Regions from separate parts of the Mus musculus genome. Here all the other regions are linked to region 4. Evidence: chromatin contacts called from public HiCAR-type, HiChIP or PLAC-seq, Micro-C, capture Hi-C and promoter capture Hi-C data. All regions are on one chromosome and are shown on one strand. Each heading gives the region's core, a stretch centred on a gene start, on an enhancer-like site or on the middle of the called end of the contact. The rest is flanking DNA. Distances are from core to core; before and after follow the strand shown. Region 1 holds the start of Rpl22l1 (ribosomal protein L22 like 1). Region 2 holds the start of 1700125G22Rik (RIKEN cDNA 1700125G22 gene). Region 3 overlaps Tnik (TRAF2 and NCK interacting kinase). Region 4 holds the start of Pld1 (phospholipase D1). Region 5 holds the start of Eif5a2 (eukaryotic translation initiation factor 5A2). Region 6 holds the start of Tnfsf10 (tumor necrosis factor (ligand) superfamily, member 10). Region 7 overlaps 1700112D23Rik (RIKEN cDNA 1700112D23 gene).

Evidence for each region. Promoter capture Hi-C pulls out the DNA fragments that hold promoters and counts their contacts. A called contact is a pair of places that touch in the nucleus more often than the background predicts. HiCAR-type assays count read pairs that join an accessible place to other places. HiChIP or PLAC-seq counts read pairs in DNA pulled down with a chosen protein or histone mark. Capture Hi-C pulls out chosen DNA fragments and counts their contacts.
Region 1: a promoter capture Hi-C map of embryonic stem cells shows a contact between it and region 4, with 4 times the contacts expected there. The contact joins the promoter of Rpl22l1 here to the promoter of Pld1 in region 4. A contact is called at or near these places in 6 of 39 promoter capture datasets (3T3-L1-derived adipocytes, cranial neural crest, embryonic stem cells and 3 more) and 2 of 115 datasets of contacts at active chromatin or transcription factors (embryonic stem cells and pancreatic cancer cells).
Region 2: a contact with region 4 is called in a Micro-C map of embryonic stem cells, with 9 times the contacts expected there. The contact joins the promoter of 1700125G22Rik here to the promoter of Pld1 in region 4. A contact is called at or near these places in 2 of 39 promoter capture datasets (embryonic stem cells and neutrophils), 1 of 484 Hi-C or Micro-C datasets (embryonic stem cells), 1 of 115 datasets of contacts at active chromatin or transcription factors (pancreatic cancer cells) and 1 of 9 other capture datasets (adipose tissue).
Region 3: a contact with region 4 is called in a HiCAR-type map of astrocytes, with 2.0 times the contacts expected there. The contact joins the enhancer-like site here to the promoter of Pld1 in region 4. A contact is called at or near these places in 4 of 39 promoter capture datasets (HPC-7-derived erythroid cells, liver and stem cell-derived epiblast-like cells) and 1 of 115 datasets of contacts at active chromatin or transcription factors (astrocytes).
Region 5: a promoter capture Hi-C map of liver shows a contact between it and region 4, with 2.1 times the contacts expected there. The contact joins the promoter of Eif5a2 here to the promoter of Pld1 in region 4. A contact is called at or near these places in 6 of 39 promoter capture datasets (embryonic stem cells, frontonasal cranial neural crest, liver and 3 more), 1 of 115 datasets of contacts at active chromatin or transcription factors (embryonic stem cells) and 1 of 9 other capture datasets (embryonic stem cells).
Region 6: a contact with region 4 is called in a capture Hi-C map of macrophages, with 4 times the contacts expected there. The contact joins the promoter of Tnfsf10 here to the promoter of Pld1 in region 4. A contact is called at or near these places in 7 of 39 promoter capture datasets (the 3T3-L1 cell line, hippocampal neurons, liver and 2 more) and 1 of 9 other capture datasets (macrophages).
Region 7: a FOXA1 HiChIP or PLAC-seq map of pancreatic cancer cells shows a contact between it and region 4. The contact joins the enhancer-like site here to the promoter of Pld1 in region 4. A contact is called at or near these places in 6 of 39 promoter capture datasets (the HPC-7 cell line, cranial neural crest, embryonic stem cells and 3 more), 1 of 15 datasets of contacts at CTCF or cohesin (the NIH/3T3 cell line) and 6 of 115 datasets of contacts at active chromatin or transcription factors (embryonic forebrain, embryonic stem cells, pancreatic cancer cells and 1 more).

What each region holds. Positions count from the first base shown.
Region 1 is chr3:28,804,248-28,806,947 of GRCm38.p6, forward strand. It overlaps Rpl22l1 (ribosomal protein L22 like 1), which reads left to right and starts at 1,261. Exons shown (of 4, transcript NM_001347226.2): 1 at 1,261-1,296; 2 at 2,256-2,345; 3 at 2,490-2,611. The coding sequence starts at 1,288. It overlaps Gm32950 (predicted gene, 32950), which reads right to left and starts at 1,104. Exons shown (of 3, transcript NR_166194.1): 1 at 1,015-1,104.
Region 2 is chr3:27,152,648-27,155,347 of GRCm38.p6, forward strand. It overlaps 1700125G22Rik (RIKEN cDNA 1700125G22 gene), which reads left to right and starts at 1,379. Exons shown (of 3, transcript NR_040548.1): 1 at 1,379-1,663; 2 at 2,093-2,284. Ect2 (ect2 oncogene) reads right to left here and starts at 1,231. Exons shown (of 24, transcript NM_001177626.1): 1 at 1,056-1,231.
Region 3 is chr3:28,557,177-28,559,876 of GRCm38.p6, forward strand. All of the region lies in intron 9 of Tnik (TRAF2 and NCK interacting kinase), which reads left to right. Among named protein-coding and RNA genes, the nearest start is that of Gm52603, 130 kb to the right of the region's middle. Within about 2 kb of position 1,330, at least 82 of the 459 cell types and tissues checked have an H3K27ac peak or open chromatin away from gene starts, as enhancers often do. A contact at or near this core is called in astrocytes, where this site is marked.
Region 4 is chr3:27,937,379-27,940,117 of GRCm38.p6, forward strand. It overlaps Pld1 (phospholipase D1), which reads left to right and starts at 1,302. Exons shown (of 27, transcript NM_001164056.1): 1 at 1,302-1,372.
Region 5 is chr3:28,779,855-28,782,554 of GRCm38.p6, forward strand. Eif5a2 (eukaryotic translation initiation factor 5A2) reads left to right here and starts at 1,423. Exons shown (of 5, transcript NM_177586.6): 1 at 1,423-1,559; 2 at 2,162-2,362. The coding sequence starts at 2,198. It overlaps 1700112D23Rik (RIKEN cDNA 1700112D23 gene), which reads right to left and starts at 1,268. Exons shown (of 3, transcript NR_166152.1): 1 at 1,117-1,268.
Region 6 is chr3:27,315,656-27,318,355 of GRCm38.p6, forward strand. It overlaps Tnfsf10 (tumor necrosis factor (ligand) superfamily, member 10), which reads left to right and starts at 1,422. Exons shown (of 5, transcript NM_009425.2): 1 at 1,422-1,635. The coding sequence starts at 1,492.
Region 7 is chr3:28,733,602-28,736,301 of GRCm38.p6, forward strand. The region is part of intron 2 of 1700112D23Rik (RIKEN cDNA 1700112D23 gene); the gene reads right to left. Among named protein-coding and RNA genes, the nearest start is that of Slc2a2, 37 kb to the left of the region's middle. Within about 2 kb of position 1,425, at least 43 of the 459 cell types and tissues checked have an H3K27ac peak or open chromatin away from gene starts, as enhancers often do. A contact at or near this core is called in pancreatic cancer cells, where this site is marked.

The DNA of each region.
Region 1 (2,700 bases), core at 11-2,510, 870 kb after region 4:
TAGCTGGACCTTCTTTTCCTCAGGCTCCTCTCCATTTCCATCCAGGTAATTCTTTCAGACAGGAACAATTATGGGTCAGAGGTGTGACTGTGGGATGGCAACCCCATCCCTCACTTGTTGTCCTGTATTCCTGCTGGAGGTGGGCTCTAAAAGTTCCTCTCCCTACTGTAGGGTGTTTCATCTAAGGTTCCTCCCTTTGAGTCCTGGGAGTCTCTCATCTCCTTTAAATAATTGGCTTAAGTGGTTATTGTTATGACACAGAAAGTTGCCAAAGATAAGCAAAACAAAAATTTTAAATGTCAATTAATGGCCTATTTTCAAAATATCTAATGATCATTTTGATCTGCAGAACAGGAAGCCCTTTAGGAAGAAATGTCAACCCTGGCCCCTGCCTGAACATTTGGAACGAAAAGTTTTTGTGATTCTTAAGGCAAAAAGATTTTAAAATTTAATGAAATTGATTTCTTCTAAAACCTCAGCACCACTAGCACCATACCCTACACTGTATTAACGCCTATTACCGATCGCTTGGATAGAACACAACTCTTACATTCTAGGGCCTTTTCCAAATCAACAACTAAAGTCCATCCCATCTCCTGTCCCTAAATACTAGAGTTTCACACTAACAGAAACGTATACTACTGAACACCAACAGCCTCACCACTTTTCTGACCTGGCGTCAATTACAACCGCTCAAAATTCAAATGCTTTTTTACTTTCTGTCATCAAGGTACGTCCATCCTAGTGTACTTTGTAAACATTGATAGTTAGGTTTCAGCAGATTGTGAGTCAGTAAGTAGAAAGTACAATAAATTATGCCTATCCAATAAACCCAAAGTGTACTCAACTTGTTCTTCTCAGAAGGACATCCTCTACCTTAAAAGCTAGGCAAAGCATAGAACTTTTTCTCTGGAGGACTATAATCGCAACATAATAGAGACGATCATAAAGCAACATTGAGAGTCTGCCTTGCCCTGAATTATAACAGATAACTCCTGCATCCCTTGAACTTACTCCACTCTGGTTTGTAAGTTTGCAAAGTCCACAGCCAGAGCAGAGAATCAGTCGGCTCCGGCTTCCCACTCGAAGACGCAGGCGGAAACCAAACGCCAGGGCATCCCCGCCCCCCAACGCCACGCCTCCGTTTCCTAGGTGACTGCCAAGCACTCCGTGCATATCCGGTTCCGAGTTGCGTATTTCGCACGCTCTGCGTATGACGCAGCACGTTTTTATATAAAAGCGTGCGTGCGGCGCAAGCCCGTTCTCTTCCCACGGCTGCAGCTCAACATGGCGCCGGTGAGTGCGCGCGCGTGTGCGGGGCTCGGGTATTACAGGTAGCTATTGCGTCTAGCGAGCGGGAGCGCCGCAGGAGAGAAGGCGGTGGGAAGAGAGTCGGCCTGGCGGCTCGACTGGGACGATAGAATCCGGGTTGCGGAGCCGTCCGTGAGTGCCGTGCGGCCTGCGCGGCGGGAGCCGGGCCCGCGACTAGCTTAGTATCGGCGGGCGCGGTCGGTCTCTGGGCCTCTGGGTTTCTCCATGGCCTGTGGTCACCCTGTCAACGGAAGAGAGCCTAAGTGGCCAGGTCCGCGGTTGCAATGACGTTAGCAGTTTGAAGAGCGTGGTTTAAACATTTGGAAAGTCACTATAACCAAAATTGTTAAAAATAAGGTTGCTGAGTAAGGATTCAAAACTGAGTGACGTCTGATGGCCCCATCGGGACTGCCTGTTCACTGCACGGCAGTGAGCGAGTCCACCCCGTCATTCACTCAAATGCCAGTTCCGGGTTTGCGATAATTGGAGGGTGGTGAAGGTATTATTAATTGGTAGCCATTTAGGTGACTCTGTTTGGACCAATTACAATAAAGCATAAAGAGACCCATTACCCTAAAAATGGTGTTTTAAGTTCAGATAAAACTTGAAAAGCACCCAGGTGGGTGTTTTAATTTGAAATTGGAAATAACATCAGTTACAGTAGGAAGCAGTTCTTCATAATCAAGCAAGATTTCTCTACTAAAATAAGCTTACACTTGGAAGGTACTTAACTGGAAATGATGACGTTTCATGGGAATTGAAACATTGGTTTAAACCAAGCTAATGAGTAACCTTTACATAGAGCACAGGCTCCTTCAGGTGTTGGTCAAGTCTGTGTATAACCCATTATACCAGATGTATGCTGAGTTGGTAATTTTTTTCTTGGGAATTCAGTGTCTAAGCTGAATAAACTGCTTTAATGGCATCATAATTATGTCTAGCAGAAAGACAAGAAGCCTAAGAAGTCCACCTGGAGGTTTCATTTGGACCTTACTCATCCAGTAGAAGATGGAATTTTTGACTCTGGAAATTTTGTAAGTGTCTTACTGTGATTGCATAGTTGTTGGCATTTAAATGTAGTACTTGATATTAACCTAAGCTGTGCTCCTAGGGTACCTTCCCTAGTGACCATCTAGGGTTTCCTTCCCTAGTTTTGCATTCTTTCTGTTTGAAAATAGGAACAGTTTCTACGGGAGAAGGTTAAAGTCAATGGAAAAACTGGAAATCTTGGCAATGTTGTTCACATTGAACGCCTGAAGAATAAAATCACAGTTGTTTCTGAGAAACAGTTCTCCAAAAGGTCTGTTCTTCTGTTTTTACGTTGTGGTGGGATGTCTCGTAGGCATTAGTCTGCGAAAATGGCTGTTAGTCTGTTTAAAGGTGTTTGCA
Region 2 (2,700 bases), core at 129-2,628, 780 kb before region 4:
GATACAACCAGCATCTAGCACCCAACATCACCGCAAACTTAAGTGCACCAGGTCACTTTCTTCCTTTTCACATATTCTACAGACCTTTTAAAAATAAACACAACGGAATCGTGATCATAAAAACAATCTATCTTTGACTCGGGATGTGACTCAGCTGCAGTCAGTGTGCATGAAGTCATCCGCGGGCACCTCAGAAACCAGGTAAGGTGAAAGTACACCTGTAATCCGAGCACCCAGAAGAGGGGGTAGAGGCAGACAGAGTTCCTTGTCACCCTAGGCTCCACAATTCAAGTCTATGCTGGGGTACCTGAGATCTTGTCTCACAAACACATGGATTCTTTTAAACAAATAGTCATTTCAGCTTTTCTTTTAAATAAACCTTTTTTTTTTCCATAAACACGTCACACCAGAGTAAGGAACCCAAACTACAATAGTGTATACGTTATTGATAACAGTGCAATTAGCGATTCTCATTTACTTAGAGCTCAATATTTTAGTCACTATCTTAAATCTTTCCCTTGCCACTTTTTAACGCTTGCAGCCATCCTAAAAGACAAATGTCACTGTCATATCCAGTTTGTGGCTAAGGAAGTTGCTCACACAGCGACTCCTAGCCGGGTCTAACTGAGGGAGCTAAGTTAACCGCTAACCACACACATCTGTGGCCAGGAAGGGGCGGGGCGGCCTGTGTTTTATATTTTTAAAAATTGAAAATCGGAATTCTACAGGAATTCCAGAGGGAAACCACAAAACAATCAAGGCAGCTCGGGGCTGCGGCGGGCGGGCGGGAGGCCAAAATCCCGGTCCCAACTGCGCCCTTCACCCTGAGGCGCCGGACAGAAGCAGAATAGATAGAGAGCCCAGCCTCCCGCAAGGAAGGGCCGGGACGAGAGCAGAGGGCAGGACAGGAGGCGGATGTGGGGAAGGAGGATGGAGGGGAGCGGGACAGACAGGTACGCAGCCGTGGGAGCTCACCGCGGCGGGGGCGCCGGCCTTGGTCGCCACGGCCCGTGCTCAGTTCCGGGTTCCCGAATCCCTTCCCGTCCCCCACTCACCCCGCAGTCCTCACCACGCTCAGAGATTTTAAAAAGGAACCACGACGGCGCAGTCCTCGCTTATCCTTCTCAAACACTAAGTCTCCCCCTCACAGGCGCCGCCATGGCTCGAGAGAGGCTGCCGCCTCCGATTCAAAAAAATCCAGTCGCTCTCTCTAAGAGCCATGCTGATTGGCGCGCTCTGTCAACCTCCTTTTGATAGGCTGGAACCTCGGGCGGACTGCCGATTGGTCAATCCCAACGTCTGCCTTCGGGAGGCGCCGGCTGATTGGTTGTGAGTGTGTTTCAAATCCGGTAAACGGCTGGAGCGTGCGAACGTCGGCGGAGTGCCCGGATGTGGGCTTGAGGAGGCGTGGCTCTGCAGCGCCTCTGGATGCAGCAGGTGTTTCTGTGGTTACCGCTTGTTTACTCCGTAAACAGCCCAGTTCCTGATGAACGGTCTCTCTGCCATCACCTCCAACTTCAAGAAAAAGTACCAAGCACCGCAAACCGATCCGCTCTTACTACTAACCAGATTTTATTTTTGAAGACAAGCTTGCATCTGAGTAATTAATATAAAAAAGTGTATAAGGAGATTTTAGAATCTCCTGAAGCAAAACTGCTTCTGGGTGGGTTGCTCCCTCCCCACCCCAACTCCCAGCTTAGGAATGTTAGTGACTGTGCTTGGAAGTCTAGAAAAGAAGGGATTGTTTTACCCCTGGGATCAGTATTGCTATTTTGAAATTTGTTTCTAGATGGAATGTTCTATAATACAGTCGCCTAGGCATACACTTCTAGCTGGGTGTGGTCTCAAAGCCTGTACTAAGGAGGACAAGACCAGCCTAGGCTATAGGAGACCAGGACTCAAAACAATTATTTTTCACTTTCAAAACCTTACCAAGTGTTTGGATCGGTTGCTAGGCCCCAAATCTCATTAAGAGGTTTTTAAAGCACTTTTGAAATTTAGATTGATAAATTTTATGTGTCTTTTTGCCTATACATATTATTTTTTCCTGAACGTATGTGCATTTGTGAGTGCCTGCTGTCCTTGGACATAGGAGGAGGCCAGATCCCCAGAGACTGGAATTACAGAGAATGATGAACCACCAGGTGGGTGCTGGAAATCAAACTCACGGCCTATGTGTGAGAAACAAACGCTTTAAACCACTGAGCCAACTCACTTTAAGCCCAAAATCTACTTTAAAACCAAAAGAACTTCTTGACAGCCTAAGCAGTTCGACAAGTCTACGGTGAGTTCATAGAATGAGTAAAACAATCTATAGTTTTGTCTGTCTGGTTGGTTGGTTTTTAGGGTTTTTTGCCTACCAGTATCTATGGCCTGCCAATCACTAGAATTCCGCACTAGCCTTTGGAGTGGAAGAAAGGAAAAATCGGCCTGGACCTTGCCCAGAGAAGTGTGCTTGCAATTTAAACTGGGGTGTGTCTGGCATTCCAAGCATTCTCCTCACTAAAGTAGAAGGCAGCCGCCTCCTTTGTGCCCTGCCCGAGGAGAGCTAGCTTCCCAGTCTGTTGGGTGAGAGTGTAGGATTGCAGTGCAGGAAGGCTAGCTTAGCCTCTTACAGCGAGGGCAGCCCTTTGGTGAGAAATGAACAAGAGATACTATCTTCACCTGCAGGTTGTTATTTACTCGGCAAATCTGTATTAA
Region 3 (2,700 bases), core at 80-2,579, 620 kb after region 4:
CTTTTGTGTGTATGTGTGGACATGTGTCTGCAGGTGCACACACATGTGCTTGTATGTAGATGCCTTGGGTTGGCCTCTGTTATCTTTCACAGTTGCTTTCCTCCCTTACTTCGATAGACAAAGTGTTTTGTTATACCAGAGCCCCAGCCATCTTTCATAGGATTACAGGCACACGCTAGCACACCTGGCTTTCTACACGAGTGCTAGGGTTCTGAACTCAGTTCTCGTGCTTGAATGACAAGCACTGTAGCGACCACACCACCCACCCGGCCTCTCTCTGAGATCTTCTTTTGAGTTACCCCTGATCCCTAGGTCTTTCTGGCTAGATACTTTTTAAAAATGCATGCCACAGCTTGGTAGGTGACATTCTGTATGCCACCATTGATCTTGGACTTGAGGCTTGGCTACCTGCTGTCTATACAGCAGCTTGTTAACCCTATCCTCGAGGCAGGGAGCTATTAGCCAAAATGGAGCCCAAGTAATGGCACGAAAATGATGTGATTTACGACTGCAGGCTATGCTAGCCTGGCTGCACGGCACATTTCTTTGGAAAAGGTGATGATTTAGAGTCAGCCCATTCTATTCCTCAAGACAGTGGCTCCCTGCACGCCCACACAGACCTGCTAATGGTCCCTGTGATGTTTCTGGCATGAGCAATTGTGGTTCTTTGTGAGTTTTTTTTTTTTTCAGTCCCTTTCTTTTTGTGACAGGACATGCTGGCTTTCTATTTGGGGACAGGAGTACAACCTTTGTTCTTAATAAGCTTATCCTGACAAAAAGGTGACTTGTTCTAAAGAGAGCTACTACTTGCTACTCCCTGAGAACGGGGTAAGACAGGAGTGTGGATGGTGAGCAACCAGGTGAGGCTTGGAAATGGAGTCCTCAGGTTATGCCAAATGTTGCCTGTCACTTCTCTGTGTACTTACATTGGGGGTCTTTATGCTTTGTTATACGATGCCCCCCCCGTCTCCCCTGCTGCAGAAGTGGCACGGCCTCCTAATACATTCTTACATCTCCTCTAGCATTGGAGCCAATCCCTACCAGTCTGTGACCTCCTGTGATTTTATAGGCACAAGCCCTGAATAATTCAACTAAACAGGAACAAATTGTTTGTCCCTTTTCCTATGACTTAAGGCTCAGGCCCTTGACTGGCATCCTCCTGTTTCCCACCCACAGACACCACCCACCACATAGAGCAGGCTTAATTACTACCAATCAGCTGGTAATGACATGGCAACCCTGGCTCAACAGAGGAAAGGCACACAGAGGGGAAGGAAACAGAAAAGCCACAAGCAATGACAGTCTCTCAGTTGCCAGACCTGCAAGGGGATTGTGAGTTGCTATTGGTAACCAGGAGGCAAAGCCTTCCCTGCTCTCCTTCCTCTCAGAGGGTCACTGTGGGTAAGAGAAATGCATGTTCTCTCCCCAGCAACAGCCTTTCATTGGGTGCCACATAGCATGTGGTGACAGAGCGCAGGAGGGCCCCTCCTCACTCTTCTGAGATCTTTCTCTCCTTTCCTCCCTGGATCCGACTCCCAGAGAGAGGAGCCAGCTCCGTTCCTTCCCCTGGAAGCAACAGTGACTCTGCAAAGCTTGCTGCCTGCCAGATTTCTGCTTGTAATGTGCCAAGCTTCTGGGGGTGGGGGTTACTGTCTACCGTGGGCCTCACTTCCCATCCCCTCCTCTCCTGTCACTGCTCCGGGGAGGTATTTTAAGCCTTTCCACAGAAGAACAGGCTGGCCATCCGCAGGCATGTGTCATCTCATGGGCTACATTGACTACTTTATCATTTCTATAACAGATACCTGGCAAGATCAAGTTCAGAGAGGATGGTTTCCTTTAGGTCACAATTAAAGAAGGGATACAGCCCATTGTGGAAGAGGAACTAAGGCAGGGGTCATACTGTGTGCACAATCAAGAACACAGAGAGAGATGAGTGCTGATATTCAGCTGTTTTCATCCTCTTTTTTTTTTTTTTTTAATCCAGAGACTCCAAGCCCTGCATGGTGCTACACACATGGGGGATAGATCTCCCCTCCTAAGTAGAACCTAAAGCCTGCTCATTAATGGCATCCTCCCAGGTGTGTCTCTTAGGTAGTTCTAAACCCAGTCAAACTAACAATGAAGACTAGCCACCATATGGCCACTTCTTGTCACCTTGACCCTCGACTATAAAGCTCCACCTCTGGGCCCCAAACGCACATGATCGTCTCATGATGCAAAGTGCCTTTACCTCCTCTACACCAGTCTCCCGAATCTTAACAGCTCCATAACCTGTTGCTTAAAGGCCCAAAGCCTTTGCGATTCTCAAGGTATCTCTTAACTCGAAGACCTGTAAAATTAAAACCCAGCTCACATATTTCCAATATGAAGTAGCACAAAATAAACATTCTCGTTCCAATAGAGAGGGATAGATAAGGAGACTTTAAGGCCTGAGCTTAGCAGGGGAAACACAAAATCCTGAGGTTCAGTGTCAAGCATCCAAGGCTCCTGGTGGTGTCATCTGGTCTCCACCAGCCGTGCCTCTCCTACTCTGCCCACAGCACACATAGCCTCCCTTCGAATGGCTCCACTCCATACCTTTAACTCTCCTTAGTGGCTATCCCATAATCCCAGCAAAATCTAATATACTGAGTTCTGCCTTACAGATGAGGCTTCACTTCACGGCCTTACGCAATGGCTTTCGGGGCTCCTTGAAGA
Region 4 (2,739 bases), core at 52-2,551:
CAACAAGGAAAGAGTGACGGCTGCCCGACTCTGCAATCATTAGGAAAGATGTGCTCAAAAGAGAAGAATGCAGTCAGGGAGGGCTGGGCAGCTCCAGGTTACTTGAAAACTGAGCCCCGCGCTATAATTTCACTCCTCCTCTGTCTGGACAGAAATATTATATTTTTCATTTCATGCAGTGCCATGGGCATGGTAAGACATTATGTAACTGGGTCTGTCTCACTGTATAATACTCAATAAACAATTTCAAAAGACCAACAGCATCAGCAATTTGATGTACAGGAAACTAACTGTTGCATCTTTGGGTTTTGGCTGGAAGCAGTGTTGTGCAACCAGTTTTGGAACTGACTTGTGTTCAAAATTATATTCCCAAAGGATTGCTATTCACACCACCCAGCCACTGGATTTCCCTTGATGACGACTCTCTTAAGTGTATTAAAACGGCAAAGTTACTGTGCGGACAGTTCCATCGGGGTAATGGGACTTTCTCGTTCTCCTCCCATTTTATTTTTACTTTTCTCTCTAACATTTCTGAATTAGACCCAGTACTGATGGCAAGTGGGAGTGAGAAGTGTGAGGGCGATGTGTGACTGAGACAGGAGGATCATGTAGTTTGAGTTCTACCTGTTCTTCATGGCCAACCAGGTATACAGCAGAGACCTAACTTCAAACTAACCAACCGAACACTCGCCACAACACACACACACACACACACACACACACACACACACAGAGAGAGAGAGAGAGAGAGAGAGAGAGAGAGAGAGAGAGAGAGAGAGAGAAGGGGGGTCTGGGGGGACAAGCACGGGCAGTTTTGGGGACTGAAGAGATTGCTGGCTCCAGCAAGCTTAGGGTCAGGCTGGTTCTTTACTTGCCAGCCTCAGTTTCCTTATAAACAGGCAATAACACCTACCAAGACCTACCCGTGGGATTTGCAGGAAGGCCACAGTTGACCTCTACAAAGCCCCTAATTAAGCAAGTCACTTCAGGGCAGGAATATTTCACCAGTTGGCTCGCTGTTGGCTTGTAACTTGCGGGCCAGTCTTGGACAAGGATTGGGCTCAGAGACCAGGGAAGTGAACTTGGTAAGAACAACGCCTGCGTGCGCCCCTGCGCCCCGCGGATAACTGTGGCTGAGTTAGGACACTTGGACAGAAGAAAGTGTTAGAACCGAGGCATGGAGGAAGGCCGGCGGCAGAGGCTGTCACCGAGGCTGGCCGGCGCCGCCCCGCCCCACCCTGCAGACCGGCCGAGTTCCGGGCGGCGAGTCCCAGCGCCCGCCCTTCTTCCGCGGCCCCAGCTGCGCCAGCTGCGCGGGGACCCCCGAAGTCGCCGCCGCCGCAGAGTGTGTGCCCGCGCCCCAGGCCCGCAGGTAGGAGCTGCCGGGGCCAGGCTTGCGGGACTTCTGAGCCCGCAGGACGTTCGCGGTCCTCGTGCTTCATCCCGCCTCTCTTGCCCCTCTCACCAGCCCTGTCCCTGAAGTTCCCTTGGGAACCCTGGAGTCCCTCCCATAGTCTTAATTCCTGTAGTGTCTGCGCTGGCAAGAGCCGCGCGCACACTGACCGCAGGCGAGGACCGCTACCCTGAGAGCAGAGCCGGGTCAGCTGCTGATGTCCTAGCCCCACTCCACTCTCAAGTCCCTGCAGATCCGGGGCGTCCTCTGTAGGATGCACCCCACCCCACCTCCTCGGGTCCCGGGCTCAGTAGATTTGTTCGCTCCCGCTAGATCGTCCCGCGCTCCCTGAGCTCCTTAGCACTGTGGGCTGACCGGGATGGCGACAGCACCAACATCCCGGACCAACCAGGAAGTGCTGCATTCCAGTGGCTTAGAGTCCAGCTGAAGCACAGTGCCGGGCGCCGAGCCACACAGCTGCTGCCTCGGGGCCAAAGATGTGCTGTGCTGAAGTGGAGGAGGGACAGGGGTAGCAATTAAAAGAAAGGCCTGTGTTAGGCAGTTGCTATTTTAGCTCCGACCCAAGATGTTTGGGACTGACTGTTCCGGGTCAGGGAGGGACCTTAGGAGGTCTCTAAGCCATGGGACGGTTTGTTTGAAACAGTCTTCTGTAGCTCAGGCTGCACTCAAAGGCTATGTAGCCAAGGATGACATTCCTGGCCCTCCTGCTTCCATCTCTTAAGTACAGGTCAAGACTTAGAATTTGGCCAGCCCTTTCCCCCATACCCTAGGGCTACCTGCCACGCCTACGTTTGCCTTCCTCACCCCCGCCTCCCAATCTCAGATCACTGCCAGCGGCCTTCTTTCATGAAGCTCAAAACATAATCTTAAGGACCACAGGAGCTTCTGCATTCGACCATTTCTAGATCTTTCCACAGGACGAAGAGCGCTCTTAGACAGCCAGGCCCACCAATTTCAGCTTAGCCAACTCCTTATGACCTTCCCAGGGCCTCTGGAGACTAGCTACCCAGGAAATTCAGAGAGATATTCAGAAGTCCTGACCTGTCAGAGGTGCTGTCAAGGAAGCCTGACGGGTGCAGAGAGCCTAGTTTGAACTAGTCTGTTATGCCTACTTATGCAAGAATCTCTTTCCATAGTACGTGCTTTGTGGCCCACGAGTGAGTTTGTACTCAACTGTTTAGCTTGAATTTGTAAGCAGCCTTTAAATGGTGTGTGGGGACCTTTTAAATGGTTATGTAAGCGGGTATCTGAATTTTTATGAGCCAGTACAATTAGCTTTTCAAATAAATAGTGCGAGTGGAGAAGGTTTTGAGGAGATGGTGTCC
Region 5 (2,700 bases), core at 173-2,672, 840 kb after region 4:
AGTCATTTGGGTCCACATACAAATCTTACATGAATATGGTGATAGACAAAGAAGTGATTTCAACTTTGATTATGAGTGGCTCTTATACCCTGCCTTATTGTCCTGCCCAGCCTTTCCCCATAATTCAAAATGAGGAGTAAAAGAGTAACTGTTAATAGTTGGGAAGGTCTGGCTGGGTGTAAGGTAGGGGTGAAAAAGAGGGCTGATGACCAAAAGGCACAGAAAATTTTGGAACGTGATAATATTCTACTATATCCTGACAATGGAGGTGATCGTACATCTGATTTCCTTTTTCAAGCCTCTTAAATCTTATTTCATATATATTCTAACATTAACCTTAGTTTAAACAAAAACTTTAGTAGTCAAGATTTAATAATAGAGATGAAACAGTACACTATGTAATTCTTACTTAAGTATTAGCAGGAGCAATAGTAACAACAACAATAGGGAAAAGCAGAGGGAACTCAGAAGCCAGGGGTCCTAATTCGGCTCTTTCTGTAACAAGAGGCAGAGTTTACTTTATGGAAGCCATGTGCTTATTGCTTCTAGACAACACAAATGAAATGTGTTCTGCATATACGTGTAAGTGACTATGAGACTAGATTTGTTTATAGGACAGCAATACCAAATCACTGAACAACATGAACTGGGTTGTGGGGTGGTCAGTTAATTACCTTGATTCTTTCCAAGGTGAGAGATGAAGCTATGATAAAACTGTGAAAGGAAAGCACACTTCTCGAGAATCTTTGTCTTTAATCATTTAACAACAAAAACAAAAACAAAACCTCAAACTCTAGGGCACACCGATGCCAGGAAGATCAAAGGTCACCGTAGAGTCTCGGGTACATGGGATTTCCCGCCCCTGAGAACACTGCTGACTTCACCAGCACCTCGTCATAGTGTCTGGAGTCCTCTGAGGATCTACAATGCAGAATCATGAAATAGCATACCACACCTAGCACTCTTCGAGCTCCAAGCACGGATTCCAGCCCCAAGGAGGGCTGCAAGCTGTACCAGAAGCTTGAATCAAAGTTCCACTCCACCAACACTCGGGACTCTTGCAAAATCAGCAGGACTTGAGAGTTTGAAGACCATTAAGTGACAGCATCCACGCACCTGCGTGCTAGGGCCCAGAGCAAGCTACCTGGTCCTAATAGTCGTCCCCAAGGTCAACTGGGCGCCGAACTGAAGATGAGGATGCATCTCGCCCGGGAACACTGCGAAGCTTCAAACAGTCGACTGCAGGCAGCTCTGCACGCCGGAAGTGCACTAATCCGCAGCACGTGGGGTTGCCAGGGCGAGCTTCACGTGACGGGGCGGGACCTCGGGAAGCTTCGAGCCAATGGGCGACCTGGAGGCGGGGCCTGTGGCGCGCCGGGGCCTATCCCGGAAGTGTGGTCGCGGCGGGGCGGGCCCGGGCTGGGCGGGCCGGGGCGGGGAGCCGGGTGTGGGAAGCGTGGCGGCCCCGCCCCGTCTCCTGGACCAGCCGCGGCCGCCAGCGCCGCCGCAGCCGCAGGGACCGGCGGACGCAGCAAAGGCGTGCGGTGCGGGGCCGGAAGGTGAAGACCTGGGGCCGGGTCGGCGGGGCGGCGGGGGATGCAGCCGGTGATGCTGGGGTCCGGGCGAGGGGAGGAGCCGAGATGCTTGGGAACTGGAGGGCGGCAAGCGCGGGACCGCCGGAGCTAGGGCCCTTTACCGCTGGGCCGAACCGGGATGCCAGGGCGGCGCCGCTGCGGGTCCTAGGCGCACTGAGGGCCAGGTGCAACCGGCCGGGTGCTCCTGTCCCAGTCTTCCCCGAACCTGCGGCCTGGCTGATACCTTGGCAGCGGGGATGGGACGGAGGGAGGCGCCGGGCCCCGCATCCCGGCGCAGGAAGGTCGTGGGCACTTCTTGCGGTGGGGTGGTGGGGACTGGACCTGCCGGCTGGGCGCTGGTGTCGCCTTCACTCTCCGGCGAGCTCTTCTGCGGCTCCTTTCCCCACCTCCCACCAAGGGCTGGAAAAGTTTTCAGAGGCCTGAATGGCAAAGTATACTCCACTCAGAGTGGGTGTTCTATAAATGCAAACATAACGGGCTAGTGATGCTCGGCTACCTGTCTTCAAAATGAGACATAACCCCGCCTGCATGCCGGTTATTAAAACGCAAACAAACTTTTCGCATAGTTCCCTCAGAAAAACCGCACATCTCCCCAGTCCACCATGGCAGACGAAATTGATTTCACTACTGGAGATGCAGGGGCTTCCAGCACTTATCCTATGCAGTGCTCAGCCCTGCGCAAAAACGGCTTCGTCGTGCTCAAAGGGCGACCATGCAAAATCGTGGAGATGTCAACTTCCAAGACTGGGAAGCATGGTCATGCCAAGGTAGGCCCTTCCAAGTCATTTTTTGGCTTCACCGTTAAGATCATTCGTGTTCCATTCTACATCGTGAGGTTTCTATATTGAAAAATAACTTTTTTTCCTTCCCCTCAGTCTCTTGAATGGTCAGACATTACTCTCAGTAAAGCTCTCCATTTAATCGGACCCTTAGAATGTTTCATTAACTGGAAACTAAAACTTTTTTAAATCCGTGTTTAGTAGAAACAAGCCTGTTCTTCTAATTCTAAGAGACTTGGTTTTCACTTTCTGTGGACTCTTGTTAATTGACTTGCTGACGTGTGTGGTGTGTTGAGTTTTGATGCCATGAAACTGTTCGGGTTTTG
Region 6 (2,700 bases), core at 172-2,671, 620 kb before region 4:
AGCACTCACAGGTGGGCCTGGTGGTCTGTGGCTGCGATCCCAATCAGTGCCCGGAGGTGGAGACAGGAAGATCCCTGTGTGAGCTTCAGCTTCAGTGAGAGACTGTCTCAGGAAGATGGTAACTTAGTTACAGCACCACAGTAGAGTACTACTTCTAAAGACCTTTTAGCAGGTGACAGCCTCCCGTGCTGTGAGGGAGCCTTGGCTTTGTAGTTAAGCAGGCTCCAAAGGAATCCTTCTGGGAGGTGGGAAGCAGCTGCAGACCTGAGAGAATTTGAGTTGAAATGGATTCCGTTTTGTTCCCCACCATGAGATACCAGCCAGAAAGATGTCCTATGGCCCTTGGGAACTGGCACCATTAGAAATAGCAACACTGTTGCTAGAACCTGCAGAGGCCTCAGAGTCACAAACATTGGGCCAGAAGCTGGAGGTGGTTGCTGCAGGCCATCTGATCACACTGTGAACCTGAGATTGTGAACTGTTTCTAACTGTGATACGTCCCAGCCTTTGACCCTAGAGCTTTCTGTCTGTCTGCTGTAAACTCGTGGTGGTGTGGCTCAGCCCTAGCAAAGCCCTTTTAACAAAGTCAACCCTAGGTCAAGAGGCAGAGCCAGTAACCATCTGACAGGGAGTGAACATAGTGAACAGAAAGGGGGTCTTCGAGTGTTTAAGACAGCGTGGAGAAGAAAGGATTCTTTCCTTCTGGGATGGAGTAGGAAGGTCAGCTGGGTGCTTTCTCTGCCTCTCAGAGCTAGGAAGTTATCATCTCAGCATCTGGCTCCTGAGTTTTCATTGGTAAAATTGAACAGCTGGGATTTCTGTTTTTTAAAACAGTTTTAAAAAACAAACAAACAAACAAACAAACAAACTTTGTGTGTGTGTGTTTCACATCATGCACCCCGGTCCCATTCATCTCCCTGTCCCCTCATAATCACCGTCTGCCCTTGAAACTCCCCCCAGATAAAAACACACAAAACAAACTAAATAAACCAAAACAGAGCATAGAAAACATCCCACCATGGAAGCTGTGGTGTCCTAGTGTGTCCCACAGTTTATCCCTCTGTCCACACATCTTCACTTGCAAATGTCTATAGCAATGAGTCATTGTTGCCTTCAGCAGTCTCTGGCTCCTGTGACGCCTTAAATTTTGGATCCTCACTGAGACCCCTCCCGGTCCCTTTGTCCTTTGTCCTTTGTCCTTTGTCCTTTGTCCAGGAGATCCTGCAGCTCCTTCAGGTGCTCCAGCAGTTCATAGATGGGTTAGATCTCAGAGCGCTGGATCTAGGCTTTCCAGCACCATCAGGGCGAGCTCTCCTAGCTGGAGGGTTTCTGTGCACTACGTCCTCGTCACCTTCCTGACTTGCTTAGTTTCACTTTTGGTCTCAACAGTAAAAAGAAACTGCATGGGCACTCCGCCTTCTAACTGTGACCTTCTCAGGCACTGCTGCTGGGCTGCAAGTCTGCATTGGGAAGTCAGACCTGGACAGCAGTATGCCTTCCTCAGGGGCCCTGAAGGACCTCAGCTTCAGTCAGCACTTCAGGATGATGGTGATTTGCATAGTGCTCCTGCAGGTGCTCCTGCAGGCTGTGTCTGTGGCTGTGACTTACATGTACTTCACCAACGAGATGAAGCAGGTGAGTGGCCGTGTGCTCTCAGCAGCAGCCTCTCTTGGCTTTGCCGCTTAGCTTGCTCTTCTTTGAAAGCTTAGCTGTAGATTAAAATATGCCTTTCCCAAGTGCAGACTCTTAACTGCTAATAAAGAGAGGGCTTTATAAAACTGCAAGTTGGCAGACTTCCAAGCAGTTGTAGTAACAGAACAGGCTATGAAAACTACAAATGGATATACCGGCACCTCCAAGAAAGTTTGCTATCATTTCAAAAGTGTCTGTGCAGGGTGCAGTTAGTGGTGTCACTTGGCACAAATGCTTTGTGTGAAGTACTCTAGAGTTCCGTGTGTGTGTGTGTGTGTGTGTGTGTGTGTGTGTAAGAGAGATAGAGAGATAGAGAGAGAGGGGAAGAGAGAGGAAGACAGGGAGAGAGGAAGAAGAGAAGAAGAGGGAGAGAGGGAGGAAAAGAGGAAGAAGGAGGTAGAGAGGGACAGAGAAGGAGAGAGAGGAAGAGAGAGAGAGACAGAGGGAGAGAGGAAGAGGGAGGACAGCACATGGTGCTGTGGAGCCTAGAGATAGATGTCAGCTGTTTTTCTCCCTAACTCTCCATGTAGTTTTTCTGAACTCTCACTGTATTGGCTAGTTTTGTGTCAACTTGACACAGCTGGAGTTATCACAGAGAAAGGAGCTTCAGTTGAGGAAATGCCTCCATGAGATCCAACTGTAAGGCATTTTCTCAATTAGTGATCAAGGGGGCAAGGCCCCTTGTGGGTGGGACCATCTCTGGGCTGGTTGTCTTGGGTTCTATAAGAGAGCAGGCTGAGCAAGCCAGTAAAGAACATCCCTCCATGGCCTCTGCATCAGCTCCTGCTTTCTGACCTGCTTGAGTTCCAGTCCTGCATTCTTTGGTGATCAACAGCAGTATGGAAATGTAAGCCGAATAAACCCTTTCCTCCCCAACTTGCTTCTTGGTCATGATGTTTGTGCAGGAATACAAACCCTGACTAAGACAAATTGGTACCAGCATAGTGGGGTATTCCTGTGACAACCTGACCATGTTTTGGGGAGGATTGTGGAAGGACTTTGGAACTT
Region 7 (2,700 bases), core at 175-2,674, 800 kb after region 4:
GGTGTAATACACTTGACACCAAGCCTGATGACCTGAGTTCCATCCCTAGGCCCACATAGTGGAAGGAGAGAGCTGACTCCCATAAGTTGTTCATAGACCTCCATATGTGTACACACACACACACACACACACACACACACACACACAGACAGACAGACAGACAGAGGGAGACAGAGAGACAGAGAGATGAAAATTTTAAAATCAGTTCAACAATCTTGGCTTTTAATTTTATGAAGTAAAAAAGTAAAGAACTTGTGTGGTGTGGACTGTTCTCCATTTGAACATGTTCTCCCAGTTTTCTTCATTATGTATCCTGCTTCTAATAATAGAAAAGAAATGAGAGACAGATTACCTTCTCCTAGAGGTGCATGCTGGGATAAGAAATGCATCTGCAAGCTGAAGACCAATGCAAGGTCTTATTATGATGAAAGAGAATATGGATTAGTCAGGATCCTGCAGAGGAACAGAACCAATGGGGGTGTGTGGTCCCTGTGCTACAAAGAAAGCTTGAAAGGCTCATTCTCATCTCAGCAAAGGAAGCAGCAACAGCAACAGAGCAAGTTAACTTGGAGGCAAGAGGGAAGACCAAGCAAGCAACGGGTGAGGAGGCCGATTTCTTTCTGCCATTTTTGTCTGAACTGCTACTAGAAGATGCTTCTACCAGAGGGCAGATCTCCCCACATCAATCAAGATGACCAGGGAACTTTTTCAGATGAGTATCTATGAAGGCCACTGAAATCTGTGACAAGCTGGCATTAAAAACCAACCCTAATCATATGTGAATGTTTCTAGGCTGAGAGAAAAGAGGAATAGAGAAAGAACTTCAGGGTGAATTAGAGGAAGGCAAATAACAGAGCATGAGAAAGTTTGATAGCAACAGCTAAGTATATGGCACATACCTGAGACCCCAGTACTCAAGATGCTAAGGAAACGGGATTGCTGGTTCAAGTCCAGAGTGGACTACAAAACAAGACTCATCTAAAACAACAACAGCAGTGGGCAAAGCTTGCTATTAGGAAGAAAGAGGAAATAAGAGATGGATTAAAATCTGTAGACATTTGTGAGACAATGTAGAAAAGTTACGGTTATTCATGTTGTATAGACAGCCTTCAGCAGACAAAGAGTAAGACGGGCCTGTGCTCTGAACAGGATTCCTAGAGGTAAGTAACTCCTGGATTAAGCACTGAAGCCAGCAGCATTGCTGGGCTGTGCCCTCACCACAGGGCCAGCAGCATTGCTGGGCTGTGCCCTCACCACAGGGCCAGCAGCATTGCAGGGCTGCATGCACCCTCATCACAGAGTTCTCAGCTGAGTCATTCTGGGCAAGTCACACAGTTTCAAGTTTCAGTCACTCACTCCTGTGTGAAATGAAAATAAAGACAGCATTAATCTTGCTTAGGCCCAAATAGTCACCCTCAAAGAATGCATTAGCTCAAGTGTGACTGTGTGATGTGCAAGTTATTTCGTCCCTAAATGGAGTATCAGCCAGCCTGTCCTGCTGTGACAAAACACCTAGACCAGTATTGAACTGTTTCTCACAGTTGGGCAGGCAGGAGAACTGTGTGTGCACATGGGGGGAGGAAGAGACTTCTAGCATGTGTGCTTTCTAACAAGTACACTGCCCCTCTTGATTAGGGTCCCCCACATATGAACTCATTGCACCCTTATTGTCTACTGTGCCAAAGCAGCTAACTGAATTTGGAGTGTTGAGTGTGAACTGGCAAGAGAGGTGAGTGGTCAGGTCATAGCAAATGGTACAGAACTTCATCTATAGACTATGAAGAAAATTGGCTTATTTGAGTATTGGGTCAATAGAATCTTATTTGTGCATAAAAAATATATAATCTGTAGGAGAATAGATAAGTACAACAAGGTAATCAGGGCTCAGAGAGATAGAGACCCTCTCTTCTCTTTCCTCTGTAGATCACAGCTTTAGCCATTTACTAGGTGTGTCTAGGTGGGGGCACTGAGGGGAAAGGCCAGGAAACTGGAAAGGAGCCTGTGAGATGGGAGAGGAGATCCTAAGGGAACAGCACCAGGAGGAAGGTGACTACATGGCATATAAACTCTAAAGGGGGTGCTGGAGGGAGTGGGGGAGCAGGGAACGGGAGTAGCAAGCTAAGGGGGTTCCGGAGGCAGCGGGGAAGGCTGGTAGAGGGGCATGAGGAATGGGAATAGCAAGCTTAGAGAAGGAAGGATATATGGAATGTCCCTAAGAAGACCTGTAAAACTTTGTATGCTAAGCTTTTAAACATTATTTATTTTATATGTATACACTTTTCCCTGCATGTATGTATGTGTACATGTGCACGTGTGATGCACGCAGAGGTCTGAAGAAGTCATTGGATCCCCTGGAACCAAAGTTATAGTTATGAGCCACCATGTGCATGCTGGGAACAAAACTCAGCAAGAGCAGCAAGTGGTCTTCAACACTGAGCCCCAGTAAATTTATTTTTAAAAAGAAAATATTACAAATGTCCAACAAATACATATGTAAAAAAATGTTTAACCAAAACTGCAGTGAGATTCCATCTTCCCCAAGTCAGAAACAACCACCCATGTAAGGATGCAGAGAGAAGACTATCTTACACACTCCTTCTGAGCCAGTGCACTAATGCAAGCACTGTGACTGCCAATATCTGCCAAAAAATATGAGGTAAGACTACTGTATGATCCAGATATCCCACTCCTGGGTATACA